2 separate regions of the Zea mays genome follow, and region 2 is linked to region 1. Evidence: chromatin contacts called from public Hi-C data. All regions are on one chromosome and are shown on one strand. The core of a region is the stretch at or near the end of the contact, and the rest is flanking DNA. Distances in the headings are between cores, read along the strand shown. Region 1 holds the start of LOC103653801 (adenosine kinase 2). Region 2 has its middle 84 kb from the start of LOC103653803.

Region 1 (7,519 bases), core at 2,325-4,824:
GCACCAGCCAACAGCACACTAAGTGATTTTTTCTCCGTTCTTTCTTCGTTTGACTTCAACTTTTGGGAGGATTTTCCTGAGACTTAAACAAACACATTTAGTGTATAATCCAATTGATTTAGTCCTAGAAACTTACATCTTTCTTGTTCTTCTCCTAGCTTTTCTGTTTCTCCTCCAGCAGAGCTCAGAATGGTACTTTCTCTACAGAAAGAGTTAGAGAGCAAACCAAAGCACCAAATTTGTAGTAAGAGGTGTATGCAACATGGTTGAACACTCAAACCTTACATACTTAACCTTTTTCATCGTTTTACTCAATTTGGCATGTTTGAGGTCGATGTTGGACTCTAAACCATTAAGTCAACTTGACTTGATCTAGATTGACATGTCTAAGATCCAACTCCCTTGTTCATTTCTCGAGCTTGATCTTGAGCCTTATGACTTACACCACATAACTGTAGATGTTACCTCATTGGTTGTAAGTCATGTCCTTATGTAGTGATCCTTGATGCACCATAACTCTTAACTCGATCAACCTTGACTTTGCAAGTCTTCTTCTTCACCCCTGGCTTTGGGTTCCTGGTCTCCCTGACCTTCTCCCGTGCACTCGGTACCTCGAAGCTCTTCTTGCCTCCATCCTTGGCTTGATTGGTTGTCTCTGAGTTACGCACACTGAGTCTCACTTAAACAGTGTTCATTATCTATAGATAAATCAGTCTTTGGACCATCACACTTGTTCACTTGTGTTGAAACATGTTAGCTTTGCATTAAGCACCTGTTCAACACTTAGCACACTTGTTAGTCCTTTAATTGGGTTGTCATCCAAACACCAAAACCCACAAGAGAGCTTTCAGTTATGCCACTAGTTGTTTCAATTACTAAAACCTCACATGGGTCTTCCAATCTCCCCCTTTTGGTAATTGACAACAACCATATAAAGATATGAATTAAAATTCAGAACCCCAAGCTAGTACTTCATATAATTATGAGCTACTAACATAGTTTCGATTCATGTTGTTTTCCCAAACATTGTGCACACTATGAAAGATTTGGACATGTTTCACAAACCTTGTCTAATAGTATTAACTCTGCCTACATATGTGCTAGAAGTTTGAATTTGGACTTGCACATATGTTGGTTTTTGGCATTGTGGGAGAAGAATTACTACCATATAATGCTAATGTGTATAGAATAAACTTTTGAAATGTGTATGCCACTTGGAATGCCATTTGGAAACGTTTATTCATCATTTGATATCCATCCTTAGCACTTGGTATATTTATACACGAAAGACACTAGAAACCTTCTTGAGATCAACATTATAGGAAAATTTTCCATATACCACTTGGGGACATCTCTAGATATTACTTGAGGACATATAACATTAAGTTTAGCTAGCGCTTGACCTATACATGCAAGTTCATCAAATAATCAATCAAGTTATATTAAGATTTATCACACAAGCAAGAAAGATACCAATTGTTAGAAATTGATAAAATATGTCTACACATGCAAATTCAAGCAAACACATGAAAATGCATATTTCTAATGCAACAACCAAGTTCATGAGCTTGTTGTCCTTACTTGTGTGATTCATTCTCTCCCCTTTGTCATTTTATCCATTTGCTCTCTAATTCACATCTCTCTCCCTTTAATTATCTTTGTAACCATTCTCTCTCCCCTTTTGTTATTATTTTTCTATCTTTGTATACCATTTTCTCCCCTTTGACATTAATTGCCACAAGGGGTGATAACAGGGTGTATACAATTTAACAAAGCTAGAAGACTACTTGAAGAACTCATTTTGGTGGGGAGAATTGTGAAGAGCATGCAGGATTTTCAAGGCAACAATTGCCTCTGAGATCATCTCAACATAATGGTAACTAAAGTAACTTGTTTTTATTAGCTTCATCATTTTTAGCTTGAGCTAGATTAAGTGCATAAGCATATAACTCGATTTGCCCTTCATAAAAAAAATTGCACACATTTTTCAATGGCTATCTTGTTGAAGTTGAGTTATATACTAGTAGCTCATATTTTAGATAAAAAATAGGTTCACTTACTCATGAACAAGGTATATGCTACCATTAGTAACAAACAAGCATAGAAACAATAGTGTTATGATATAAACAAGCATAGAAACAAACGTGGACTACAAAGCATATAATCAAGTTATATACTCCATGTAGACAACAAGATCATCATGCCCTAAAAATATTTAAAATTTAAACAAAGACCATTCTCCAACAACTCTTTGACGAGCTCTGAAAAAGAAGTTGAACTTCCATGGCGCATGCAACCACATTTGGCTCAGTCAACAACCTGAAATAGCGTGCAGCAGCTGCAACAATTCGCAAGGTGAAATGACACACAACATCTACTATACTGACCTGGTTAATAAAGAAGAAAACATTTTTTGAAAGCAATAGTGTATATCAACAAAGATGTCAAGTAACGCACTTCAGAATCATAGTACTACTATACCGAGCTGGATTCTGAAGGGACCGAATATGACAAATCAAACATGTGTCTAGCCTACCAAAATGGCTAGACAAACAAAAGGTATAGCAGGCCAAAGATTATGTGAACTAACGGTGCGAACCGATGTGAGTGTCTCTGGATTGGAGGCGGGATGGCATCGGGGTCAGGTGTCTGCACCTGGGGCCAGGAGACCAATGGTGAAATGGCGCCTCTATGGATCGGAGGCGGGGCGGGGACGGTGTCGGGCATCTGCACCGGGCCCGGAAGATTGGCAACTGCTCGTGTCAAGAGTGGGTTGTGTCGTCAGCCGTCGGGAGCGAGTGCAGGAGGCCGACCACGACGGCAGCGACCAAGAGGTTGGAGGTGGCGCGCACAACTTTTTTTGTCGCGGGAAACAAAAATACGCAGATAGGGACGACGGTGGGTCGGCCCCAAACCTGTATGAGAATGCTCTGGTTTTGGGGCACCGAACACTTTGGGAGGACAAATCAGTAACTTAGATTGAGTTTTCTCACCTTCATCTTAAAAAACTATTGTTTTGAAAATAGCAGTTGAGGCCTGTTGGAGATGCTCTAACAATCCATAGCAGCTTGAGCACTGATCAAGTGACCAAAATTAGATCATGCTACCGTTTTGTTGGGCCATTTGGGCTAGTTCGTGGTCCACGATGTGGCTAGACATTCCTCATGTGTTTAACTACCTGCCGATTAGGCCCAAAAATCAATATCCCGACTGTTCTCGTATGGTTCAGCTTTTGTGATTGGCCGCAAAGCTGCGAGCCTTTTCACCCCTTTTCGGTGCAAAAGGCAGCGTGGGCACAGCGTGACCCGACTCGAGGAAAAACTGATCTCAAGTTCCGTCCATGCGGTTGGTGGGCGAAAAGGACAAGCGCATCGTTCACCAACTCTGTACTGTAAACCCAGTCCACCCGCCAAACCAACCAAAAGAGGCGGCCGTGCCCACATGTCACGGAAATAATGTAGCATCACCATGCGTACGTCCACCAACCACCGTCGAACACGAGGAGGGTGACAGGTGGGCCATCCGAGGTTTGGGCGAGCCCAACAAAAACCCCTCTTCACCGGTCACCACTTCATCTCGCCCACACGAACTCGAGACCTCGCCCGCCCAAATACAAAAGCCTCAGATCTCAGTGACCAGCGCCGCCGCTTCGTTCGTGTCGAATAGAGAAGAGAGGAAATGGCGGCGAGCGAGGGCGTGCTCCTGGGGATGGGCAACCCCCTCCTCGACATCTCCGCCGTTGTCGATGACGCCTTCCTGGCAAAGTAAGTCGGTCGTCTCTCACCTCTCTCACTCTGATCTGTTTATAGGAATTACTCCTAGTCGTAGTGGTCTGGTTGCTTTCGGCGGTTTTGCGGCCTAGTCTCATCAGATCCGCGATGGAAATGATACCGTTTTGCCTGTGGATTAATCTTAGATGCATGCACGTACGTGCAGCGAAAGGCAGACATCTGCATGGGATTTCGGAGTACCGGTCACTGATCCAAAACTGTTTAATTGTTGAAACGCCATAGCGACCCGCGGGCGTTGTCGCGCGGCGCTGCAATTCATTGCTGCATAGCTATCACTGTTTCCCGTACAATTTTTGCTCTATCATTCTAAATCTCCAAAATTTTTAGTGGTCTACGGTTGGTGGCCTCAATGCCATGGTGATGGTGCTTGATTGTTTTATTACTCGATTTGTAGTTGGGTGTTGTAATTATCACATGATAGATACTGACATACTTCTCTCACCCCTGTTTTAGGTATGACATCAAGCTGAACAATGCCATTCTCGCTGAGGAGAAGCACTCGCCTATGTAAGTATAAGTATCACTGGTGCTTCTTTATGTGTCATTATTTTTGGATGTATTTTTCTTATGTAAGTACATGTAATCACGGAACTTTGAGTTGTCTGTTTAAACTGCAAGCTGCACACTTTAACTTTACTGAGAAGACATTTGCATTCTAATACTTCGTCTTGCTGTATGCTGTTTATCTAATAATAAGGTGCGTTTTTGACAGGTATGATGAGTTGGCTAGCAACAGCAATGTTGAATATATTGCTGGAGGTAATGTTTCTTATAACTTGTATATGCAGTATTGCTGTCCATAAATTATTACGACTTGGTGACTCTTCTGATGGTTTGTATCTTTGTTCTTTTTATTCTTATTACAGGAGCCACCCAGAACTCTATCAGGGTTGCCCAAGTAAGCTCTTAGGCCTCGTTTGGAGACAAAGTACTTCTGGAATATCAAATAAATTCTATGGTTTTGCAAAATACTCTGGTTTTGAAAAGCTTATGGGTGTTTGGATACAACGAAGCCTTATATTTTCTAAAACCATAGTTTTGTCAAAACCGTAGTCTTTTTTTGAGTTTTAGAAACTTCTGACTTCTCTCTTGAACTCTTTTTTTAACCATGTTTTTGTACGTCTTTAGATTATAAAACCACAGCTTCATGATGCCATGGTTTTCTAAAACTGCATCATCGAAACAGGCCTTTTATAATCTACTAAACCGTGAACAACCAAAAACTGTAGTTACATCAGTTTGATGACGGCATGTCCTTGTTTTCAGTGGATGCTTCAAACTCCTGGTGCAACAAGTTACATGGGATGCATTGGGAAGGACAAGTTTGGTGAGGAGATGAAGAAAAATGCTCAAGCTGCAGGAGTTACTGTTAGTTTTAATCTCATCTTCTTCATGCTACTTTAGACAGTAATGTTCTGATTTATTGGCTAATTGACTAATGTGGCCTTGATGTTGGCGCTTACCTACTCAGGCTCATTACTATGAGGATGAGACTGCTCCTACTGGCACATGTGCTGTATGTGTTGTTGGTGGCGAAAGGTTTGTTGTCTTCATACCAGTTTTTTTGCACAACTTCTGCCGTTGGTGTGGTTTTTACATTACGTTCACCACTTAACGACTATTAAATAGGACTATTGCATGATTATGATAATGTATTTTCATGTCATTTTATATGCTCTTTGATCCTCTGTAAGCTCAGTGCTCAAGTTACTAAGGATCGTCTTTGATTGCATCATCACTAACATGTGTAGTTTGAGGTTTATAATTTTGTCAGTGTAACAACTTTGTTAAACAAGTTGATATAGGTTGATCTAAACATATTTGACCACTTCTTGTGTTGTTGTATCTTGTTCATTCTATCGTTACTTACCACGTCAAAATTAAAACAGGGATTGTACTTTTTCTTTGCCTTTTTTCTGTTCACTGCCTTGAAATACACAAATGCATACATTTTCAGGAAAGTGTTGGATTCTGTTACATACTTTTTCCCAAAAGCATTTCCATACACTATAATACTAAATGCTTGTAGTTGTTAAGATTAAATTCTATCCTAGTATCATCTGTTCTGTGTCAATGAATTCAAGCTTGTTTTGTATCATGTCATTTCACAAAAAAACTGATTGCCGGCAATTTCTTCTACAATTATCAGTTATTTCCTACTGTAACCAGGTCATTGATTGCAAATCTGTCGGCGGCAAACTGTTACAAATCTGAGCATCTCAAGAGACCAGAGAACTGGGCACTAGGTATAATATATCTTTTGACTTGTTTTTTTTTTTTTGCTAAAACATTTTTTTAGTTTGTTGGGAGGATTTATATATGTTTAGTTCCAGAAGAACACACACTACTTTGATGATCACAAATTATCAGTTGAGCAATAGTGGGTTTTGCATGTTTCGGAGTACTCTGTCTAGCAAATGGCACAGCTAGTTTACTTTTATTTGTTTACTGTGGGGAAGATGGTTTGTACTCTATTTTTAAGTTGTACCACAGAAATGAATCATTACATTTTTTTGTTGGGTGAAAATAATATGTTCTAGCAGTGAATGTGTTGTCCTTGACTGATCGATAGCCTTTATTTGATCTCTATTTCTCTTAAGACGTACTGGTTTTCTTTAGCTGACAGATATAATATTCTTGATGCCAGTTGAGAAGGCAAAATACATCTACATTGCTGGATTTTTCCTCACGGTGTCACCTGATTCTATCCAGTTAGTTGCTGAGCATGCTGCGGCAAATAACAAGGTAAATTCATAATAATATGAAAATGCCAGTTGAAGTTGTTGTTTTAGTTTGATTGACCATTCTATTTTCAGGTGTTCCTGATGAACCTCTCTGCTCCCTTCATCTGTGAGTTTTTCTATGATGCCCAAGAGAAGGTCCTCCCGTAAGTCTTATATTCTGTAGTTGCTCTGTGTTTTCAACTACATGCAAGGCTGCTCAGGGAAAAACTACGAAGCAGTGCATATCCTAGTCAAGACATTTTCCTGAGTATTCAACGTGCTAAACCTTCCAGGCTTATTATGTGCTTTGATGCTTGAACTGCGTGCGCGTGTTGGTGGGTGGGGGGAGACAATTCCTGGGCACTGCTTTAAGAATACCTCATGTAGGTCGGGAAAACCCTCAAACCCCTTCCTCACCCATACACGGTGTCACCGTAGCTCAATAAGAACGACCATGATCGTTGATCAGTACGGGGTCTTAGACTTGTGGTTTGGTGAGGAATATATTAGAGGATTCTTTTTTAAATCCTAGTCTGATGTAGGAGTGCCACCTAACCAACTTAGCTAGAGCCTCGTTCGCATGCACTTTATGGATTCTAAATCATTTTTTTGAATATATTGTTGGTACTTATTACCGATATAGGTATGCTGACTTCATCTTCGGCAATGAAACCGAGGCAAAAATCTTCGCCAAAGTTCGAGGATGGGAGGTGATTACGTATTAAGTCTTCTATCCTCGTATAATATTTGCCTCTGATGATTGTATTGCTGATTAATTACCTGTGACAAATTGTAGACTGAGAATGTCGAGGAGATTGCTTTGAAGATCTCTCAGCTTCCTTTGGCTTCAGGCAAGCAAAAGAGGATTGCTGTGATTACTCAAGGTGCTGATCCAGTGGTTGTTGCTGAGGACGGGAAGGTATATATACGGTCTTATCAGTTCGATGCTAATTTTGTATAACATGACATGTGTGCTATTTTAGTTGACAAACTTGACATAGGTCG
Region 2 (7,519 bases), core at 1,389-3,888, 300 kb before region 1:
AGGAAGGTGGACGCCGCCGAGGCGTTCAAGATCGCCGGCATCGAGGGCGGCTTCTTCAAGCTCAACCCCAAGGAGGGCCTCGCCATCGTCAACGGCACCTCCGTGGGCTCCGCGCTCGCGGCCACCGTCATGTACGACGCCAACGTCCTGGCCGTCCTCTCCGAGGTCCTGTCCGCCGTCTTCTGCGAGGTCATGAACGGCAAGCCCGAGTACACCGACCACCTCACCCACAAGCTCAAGCACCACCCGGGGTCCATCGAGGCCGCGGCCATCATGGAGCACATCCTTGAGGGCAGCTCCTTCATGAAGCACGCCAAGAAGGTCAACGAGCTGGACCCGCTGCTCAAGCCCAAGCAGGACAGGTACGCGCTCCGCACGTCGCCGCAGTGGCTCGGCCCCCAGATCGAGGTCATCCGCGCCGCCACCAAGTCCATCGAGCGCGAGGTCAACTCCGTCAACGACAACCCGGTCATCGACGTCCACCGCGGCAAGGCGCTGCACGGCGGCAACTTCCAGGGCACCCCCATCGGCGTGTCCATGGACAACGCCCGCCTCGCCATCGCCAACATCGGCAAGCTTATGTTCGCGCAGTTCTCCGAGCTCGTCAACGAGTTCTACAACAACGGCCTCACCTCCAACCTGGCCGGCAGCCGCAACCCCAGCCTGGACTACGGATTCAAGGGCACCGAGATCGCCATGGCCTCCTACTGCTCCGAGCTCCAGTACCTGGGCAACCCCATCACCAACCACGTGCAGAGCGCGGAGCAGCACAACCAGGACGTCAACTCCCTGGGCCTCGTCTCGGCCAGGAAGACCGCCGAGGCCATCGATATCCTCAAGCTCATGTCGTCCACCGAGGACATATCTGGTGCACATAGAAGACTGGTGTACATGGTGCACATATTAAATCATTAACACTCATTTTAGATCTAACGTCTCTAGTTGATTATTCAATTTACAAATAACACCTTCCACCACTACACAACACCACGTTGGAGGGTGTCCTTAATAAAATATACCAAACAACTAGAGACATTAGATCTAAAATGAGTAGTGATGATTTAATATGTGCACCATGTGCACCAATGTTCCATGTGCACCGGATATGTTGTCGTCGTCCACCTACATCGTCGCGCTGTGCCAGGCCGTCGACCTGCGCCACCTGGAGGAGAACATCAAGACCTCCGTCAAGAACACGGTGACCCAGGTGGCCAAGAAGGTGCTGACCATGAACCCCTCGGGGGACCTCTCCAGCGCGCGCTTCAGCGAGAAGGAGCTCATCTCCGCCATCGACCGCGAGGCCGTGTTCACGTACGCGGAGGACGCGGCCAGCGCCAGCCTGCCGCTGATGCAGAAGCTGCGCGCCGTGCTGGTGGACCACGCCCTCAGCAGCGGCGACGCGGAGCGCGAGCCCTCCGTCTTCTCCAGGATCACCAAGTTCGAGGAGGAGCTCCGCGCGGTGCTGCCCCAGGAGGTGGAGGCCGCCCGCGTCGCCGTCGCCGAGGGCACCGCCCCCGTGGCCAACCGGATCGCGGACAGCCGCTCGTTCCCGCTGTACCGCTTCGTGCGCGAGGAGCTCGGCTGCGTGTTCCTCACCGGCGAGAAGCTCAAGTCCCCCGGCGAGGAGTGCAACAAGGTGTTCCTCGGCATCAGCCAGGGCAAGCTCGTCGACCCCATGCTCGAGTGCCTCAAGGAGTGGGACGGCAAGCCGCTGCCCATCAACATCAACTAAAAGACGCCAGGCGCCGCCATCCATGCTGCCGCCCGCGCATGGCCGGAGGAGAAGAGGAAAATACATGAAAAAATAAAACTTGTACACGTGTATGTCTCCAGATTGTGCCACCGTCGTTCTCGTCGTTGACTTTTGGTTGTATTGGTCGATCCATATGTGTGTGCGTGTGTGGCGTTGTTCTTTCTTCTTTGTGTAGCTGCCCTGCCACCGCCTGCGATGCGCATGCCATGGCAGGTAGCGTTGTCTAAGATCCTATACTGTTGTATTTTGGGGTGAACTACATCTTACGTGCTCAATTTCTTCTTCTAAGTACCCTAATAGAATGCCCTGCTAGGCTGCTACTGTCTCATCCCGTGAATACTGCGCTAGTGCCAATTGACCGTCGCTAAACTACCAGTCCCAGATGACTGCCGTTTTGCTAATTCAGGGGGCAAGTAGGATGTCACTCCTCTCCCCACCTTCAACACACAAAAAAAACATTCCTTATGATTGGTTGTCTACATACGCACCTACAGGCTTATCCGAGCTTGGCTCATGGGAGACGTAATCTTTCCACGTTTCTGCGCATGCAGGCAGAAAGCCACAAATTGGTATGTGCTGCACCAGCAGATGCAGACCCGCTCGCTCGCGTGCAGCCATCTAAACATGTGCTTATCCAAAGTCAACCCACACATTGCGTTTGGCTGTCAGCACGCATCCAACTAAACACACTGATTAAAACAATATACCCTTGCATAATGATATTGTTGTTAACTTGCTATACCAGCAAAATAAAAATAAAGGCCCTTGCTTAAATAAGGTGTCTAGCGTTTGTGCTGATGATGGCTTAGCTCATAGCCTCATAGTCATACTGGAGGAGCAGACCGCACGGCAGATTGCTTGGCCGTGGCCATGAGATCGCAACGCCTACCTACCGCAAGGGACAAAAGTGATTAAAAAAAGGATTGCAAGCAGCACTGTACTATACTAGGACAACGTCTAAATCGCTCTTGGGTTGTGATCAAAGCCAGCAACTTGACTGGGAAAATGATGCATCCCCCTGCTCTGCCGACCATCGCTACTCTGCTGGTGCTTGGTGCTTGGTGCTGTGGAGCTGTCAGTGGGCATACTAAAATGATGGGATGAGTTAGTAAAGGATCGCTATCCAAATGCTCTTTCACAAATTGTTAGAGTCTTAAGATTATCTACAGTAGATTCCTTATCTCACTCTCTATCTCACTCCTTATTTCAAACATCACTCTACAAACAGTGTAATTTACAGTGCAAAACGGTACTTTGCATAACCGTTTACACAGCCTGCTGAAGATAGCTTAAATAAATTTTAGTTCAAAATGAATAGAAATAGAGCTCGATCCTTAAATTGTATAGTGTTAACACCACTAGATGTGTGAGACGTAGAGGTGTCAACGGGGAACCAAAACTCCATAACCCGTAGGGGAATTCCTTTATTAAGGTTAGGGTATGGGCAGATTTTAATCCCCATGAATATAGATTTGGGAGAAATTCTTTCCCCATTGGGTATGTAGGTGTCGGCGTTTCGAGACCGGGGGTCCCTGGGCCGACGAGTGAAATGTCGCCGCGTGCCCCAGCCCAGATGGGTCGGCACGAGGCCGAGCGCGAAGGGGGGAAAAGGCGACCGGAGACGGGCGTGAGAGAGGTGGAAATCCCGCGTCCTTCGTGTTCGTCCCGCGCCCAGGTCGGGTGCGCTTGCAGTAGGGGGTTACAAGCGTCCACGCGGAAGAGGGAGCGAGCGGCCTCACGCGAGCGCCTGTCTCGTCCTCGTCCCCGCGCGGCCAACCCTCTGTAAGAGGGCCCTGGTCCTTCCTTTTATAGGCGTAAGGAGAGGATCCAGGTGTACAATGGGGGTGTAGCAGAGTGCTAACGTGTCTAGCGGAGGAGAGCTAGCGCCCTAAGTACATGCCATTGTGGCAGCCGGAGAGGTTTTGGCACCCGGTTCGTGTGGTGTCGTGGCCGTCGGAGGAGCGCTGGAGCCTGGTGGAAGGACAGCTGTCGGGGCTGTCGAGTCCTTGCTGACGTCCTCTTGCTTCCGTAAGGGGGCTGAGAGCCGCCGTCGTCAGGGAGCGTGTGGGGCGCCATCATTACTTATCTGGCGGAGCGAGCCAGATGGGACGCCGGTCTTGTTTCCCATAGCCTGAGTCAGCTTGGGGTAGGGTAATGATGGCGCCTCCTGTTGACGTGGCCGGTCCGCGCCCTAGGTTGGGCGATGTGGAGGCTCCTTCGAGGTCGAGGTCGAGTCTATCTTCCGTGGCTGAGGTCGAGTCCGAGCCCCTGGGTCGGGCGAGGCGGAGACCGTCGGCTGAGGCCAGGGCTGAGTCCGAGCCCTGGGGTCGGGCGAAGCGGTGTTCGTCGTCTTCCGGGGCTGAGCCCAAGTCCGAGCCCTGGGTCGGGCGGAGCGGAGTTCACCGTCTTCCGGGGCTTAGCCCGAGTCCGAGCCCTGGGTCGGGCGGAGCGGAGTTCGTCGTCTTCCGGGGCTTAGCCCGAGTCCGAGCCCTGGGTCGGGCGGAGCGGAGTTCCCTATGGTGCCTGAGGCCAGGCCTGACTGCCCGTCAGCCTCACTCTGCCAAGTGGCGCAGCAGTCGGAGCGGCGCAGGCGGTGCTGTCCTTCTGTCAGGCCGGTCAGTGGAGCGGCGAAGTGACTGCGGTCACTTCGGCTCTGTCGACTGGAGGACGTGCGTCAGGATAAAGGTGTCAGGTCACCTTTGCATTAAATGCTCCTGCGATTTGGTCGGTTGGCGCGGCGATTCGGTCAGGGTGGCTTCTTGGCGAAGACAGGGCCTCGGGCAAGCCGGAAGCATGTTCGTCGCTGGAGGGGGGCCTCGGGCGAGACAGAGATCCTCCGAGGTCGGCTGCCCTTGCCCGAGGCTGGGCTCGGGCGAGGTGTGATCGGGTCCCTCGGATGGACCGATCCCTGACTTAGTCGCGCCCATCAGGCCTTTGCAGCTTTGTGCTGATGGGGGTTACCAGCTGAGAATTAGGAGCCTTGAGGGTACCCCTAATTATGGTCCCCGACAGTAGCCCCCGAGCCTCGAAGGGAGTGTTAACACTCGCTTGGAGGCTTTTGTCGCACTTTTTTGCAAGGGGACCAGCCTTTCTCGGTTGCATTACGTTCCGGTGGGTGCGCGCGAGCGCACCCGCCGGGTGTAGCCCCCGAGGCCTCGGAGGAGTGGTTTGACTCCTCCGAGGTCTTAATGCCTCGCGCAATGCTTTGGCTGGTCTGGTCGTTCCCTCATGCGAGCTGGCCGTAGCCCGGGTGCACGGTCGGGTCCCAAGTTCTCGGGCTGGTATGTTGACGCTGTCAACGGTTTGGCCGGAGCCGGGTTTGCGAGAGCAGCCCCCGAGCCTCTGCACAGGGCGAGAGGACGGTCAGGGACAGACTCGACTTTTTTACATACGCCCCTGCGTCGCCTTTCCGCAAGGAGGAGGGGGGGAAAGCGCCATGTTGCCCTCGGAGGGCGCCGAACATGGTGTCTCCGGTGAGCTGCTGGCGGATAATCCGAGCGGACGTCCGTGCCCCATTTGCTAGGGGTCGGCTAGAGGCCCAGAGGCGCGCCCAAAAGTACCTGTGGGTGATCTGCCAGACCCGGTCCCCTGTCGACGGGGTCCGAGGGCTCGATGCCTCCCTCTGATGGGATTCCGTTACAAGATCGTTCCCGCTGGTCTCGGAAATGTCCTAGGGTACCTCGAGAGCGCAGCCCGAGCCTTGGTTATGTATCGAACGTACCCATGGTCATCCCTCGCTCTGTGTCTGAGGCGGCTGTGAACCCTTCGAGGGCCAGCCTTCGAACCCCTGATCAGTAGTGGGCGCGGAGCCCGAGTGGCCTGAGGCGGCCGTTGAACCCTTCCGAGGGGTCGGCCTTCGAACCTCTGACCAGTAGTGGGTGTGGAGCCCACGCGCTCTGAGGCGGCTGTTGAACCCCTCCGAGGGGCCAGCCTTCGAACCTCTGATTAGTAGGGAGGCTCGGAGCCTGGTTCCTTCACGGAGAAGGATCCTTTTCGGGGTATCCCCCTTTCCTAGTCCCTGTTGTAAGAGAGAGAAAGAGGAAAAGGAAAAGGAAAAGGATACAAAAATCGAACGACGTGGCGTACCTTTTTTGACGCGGTCATTATGGCGAAGGCAAAGCGTTGCTTGCTTCTCCTGCCAGGGGCGCCGCCTGTCGCGCCGCGGAGTTAATGCGACGGAGCGGGCGGTTCGCGGGGCAGCCGTTGCGCGTGCGCGAGCTGTTCGAGGAACGGAACACGGGCGCGTCGTCTTCACGCCGTGAGAGAGGGTTCTCTCGCTGCCCCCGGATGGGACGTAAGCTTGGCTGACGACGTGACCGCTGCTCCTGCCCGCCTGCCACCGCCATTACTGCCGGCTCATTGTTTGCCGTATTGACCATCGCGCCAGGCTGGCGCTGCTGGGTCGTGCGTAGGGTTGCCTCGAGTCGCGGTACTGGTTCCGCAGTCGAGGAGGCGTGGCAGTGGCGCGAGTGGCGGTGCAGTTGCTCGCACGTAGCATCCGGCGCGCCGGTTGCATGACGCGTGGGCCTGGGCCTCCATGCTGGGCGTGTTGGAAGTCGGAGAAGTGCGCCCACTTGGCGCGGTTGCATGCCGCCTGCATGGCTGCCTGCCCTTTCACCCGCTGGTCTGGGCGAAAGTGGAGGGACGCTTGTAACCGTTGGACGGTTGCATGCACCGCGCGCGGCGGTTTGGCTTCTTCTGCCCTGGGCCAGCTTGCATGACGCGTGGGACCCAGCCCCCGCGCCGTAGGGGGAGGACCTTGGAGCGTGTTGGAGAAGACTCAGCCCACGACGGCTGGGGACGCAAGTAGGGTGAGTCGCCTTTAAAAGGAGGGTGACCCCCTTGAAAGGCGACCATGTCTTCGCGCTCCCTTATGCATCGTGTCTTTCCACCTTCCGAGCCCCCGGATGGGGGATGCCCGCAGTCCTTCCGCCTTGTCGTTGGAGGAACACAACTCCGCGGGAGTTGGTACCTTTCAGCCATCGTTCGGCTTTAAGGATTTTCATCATGCAGCCCGGCTGCACCCCTCCGCCGGCGGTCACCCAAGACGGTGACCACCAGCCCCTGGATGGGGAGAGGCAAGCCGGGCTGTGATCTTGGTCCCGCCCTCAGCTTCAAGGATGTTCATCATCCTTGCTGGGGCGGAGAGCGAGGCGAGCCGGGGCTCTACCTCCCGTGCGGGCCGGCTGGCCATCTCCTCTTCCAGCTTCTGGTGGTGGAAACCATCCTCCAACTATGCGGAGGAGACGTCCTCCAGCCATGCCGGGGAAGGCGAATTGTTGCTGCCCAGCTAGGATGCAACATTCCACCCTCTTCCTCGCTTTCGTGGCGAGGACGGGAGCGAGGACCTGCCGGTGCGCTTTGGAGCGGCCCACTCTTTGGCTTTGATGGCTGGTTCGCGTCCCTTGAGCGGGAATGCGAACGAGAGCCTTCCGGTGGCCGCGTTCGTCCTGGGACCATGGCTGCTGCTGCAAAGGTCGCTGGCGAGTCGCCCGGAACTCGTCGCCCCGCAGGCTCCCCGGTGTGGAGGTTGTTCATACCCGCGGGGACGGAACCGGAGTTCCGTTTGTAATGGCACCTTGAATGCCGGTCTTTTGTTCATTGTGGCTGTCGGGGCCTGAACATGTATGTATTTTTGGCGCGGAGCCGTGTTTTTTCCTCATTTTCGAGCACTAAGACTCGCCTGTTGGTTGTCTGAACCGCTTCACCAAGCGTGAGTCACCCCGTGCAAAGGTGACGAGTGAGGTATCCATATCCCGGAGGCGT

Evidence for each region. Hi-C and Micro-C count contacts between places; a contact is called where the count stands out from the background.
Region 2: a contact with region 1 is called in a Hi-C map of leaf, with 4 times the contacts expected there. The contact joins the enhancer-like site here to the promoter of LOC103653801 in region 1. A contact is called at or near these places in 4 of 25 Hi-C or Micro-C datasets (bundle sheath, ear, endosperm and 1 more).

The regions. Positions count from the first base shown.
Region 1 is chr4:148,252,012-148,259,530 of Zm-B73-REFERENCE-NAM-5.0, reverse strand. LOC103653801 (adenosine kinase 2) reads left to right here and starts at 3,574. Exons shown (of 13, transcript NM_001352437.1): 1 at 3,574-3,764; 2 at 4,245-4,298; 3 at 4,504-4,550; 4 at 4,658-4,689; 5 at 5,058-5,159; 6 at 5,263-5,330; 7 at 5,961-6,037; 8 at 6,439-6,536; 9 at 6,608-6,678; 10 at 7,158-7,224; 11 at 7,311-7,433. The coding sequence starts at 3,679.
Region 2 is chr4:148,546,565-148,554,083 of Zm-B73-REFERENCE-NAM-5.0, reverse strand. It overlaps the pseudogene LOC103653804. Among protein-coding and RNA genes, the nearest start is that of LOC103653803, 84 kb to the right of the region's middle. Within about 2 kb of position 2,638, at least 9 of the 20 cell types and tissues checked have an H3K27ac peak or open chromatin away from gene starts, as enhancers often do. A contact at or near this core is called in endosperm and leaf, where this site is marked.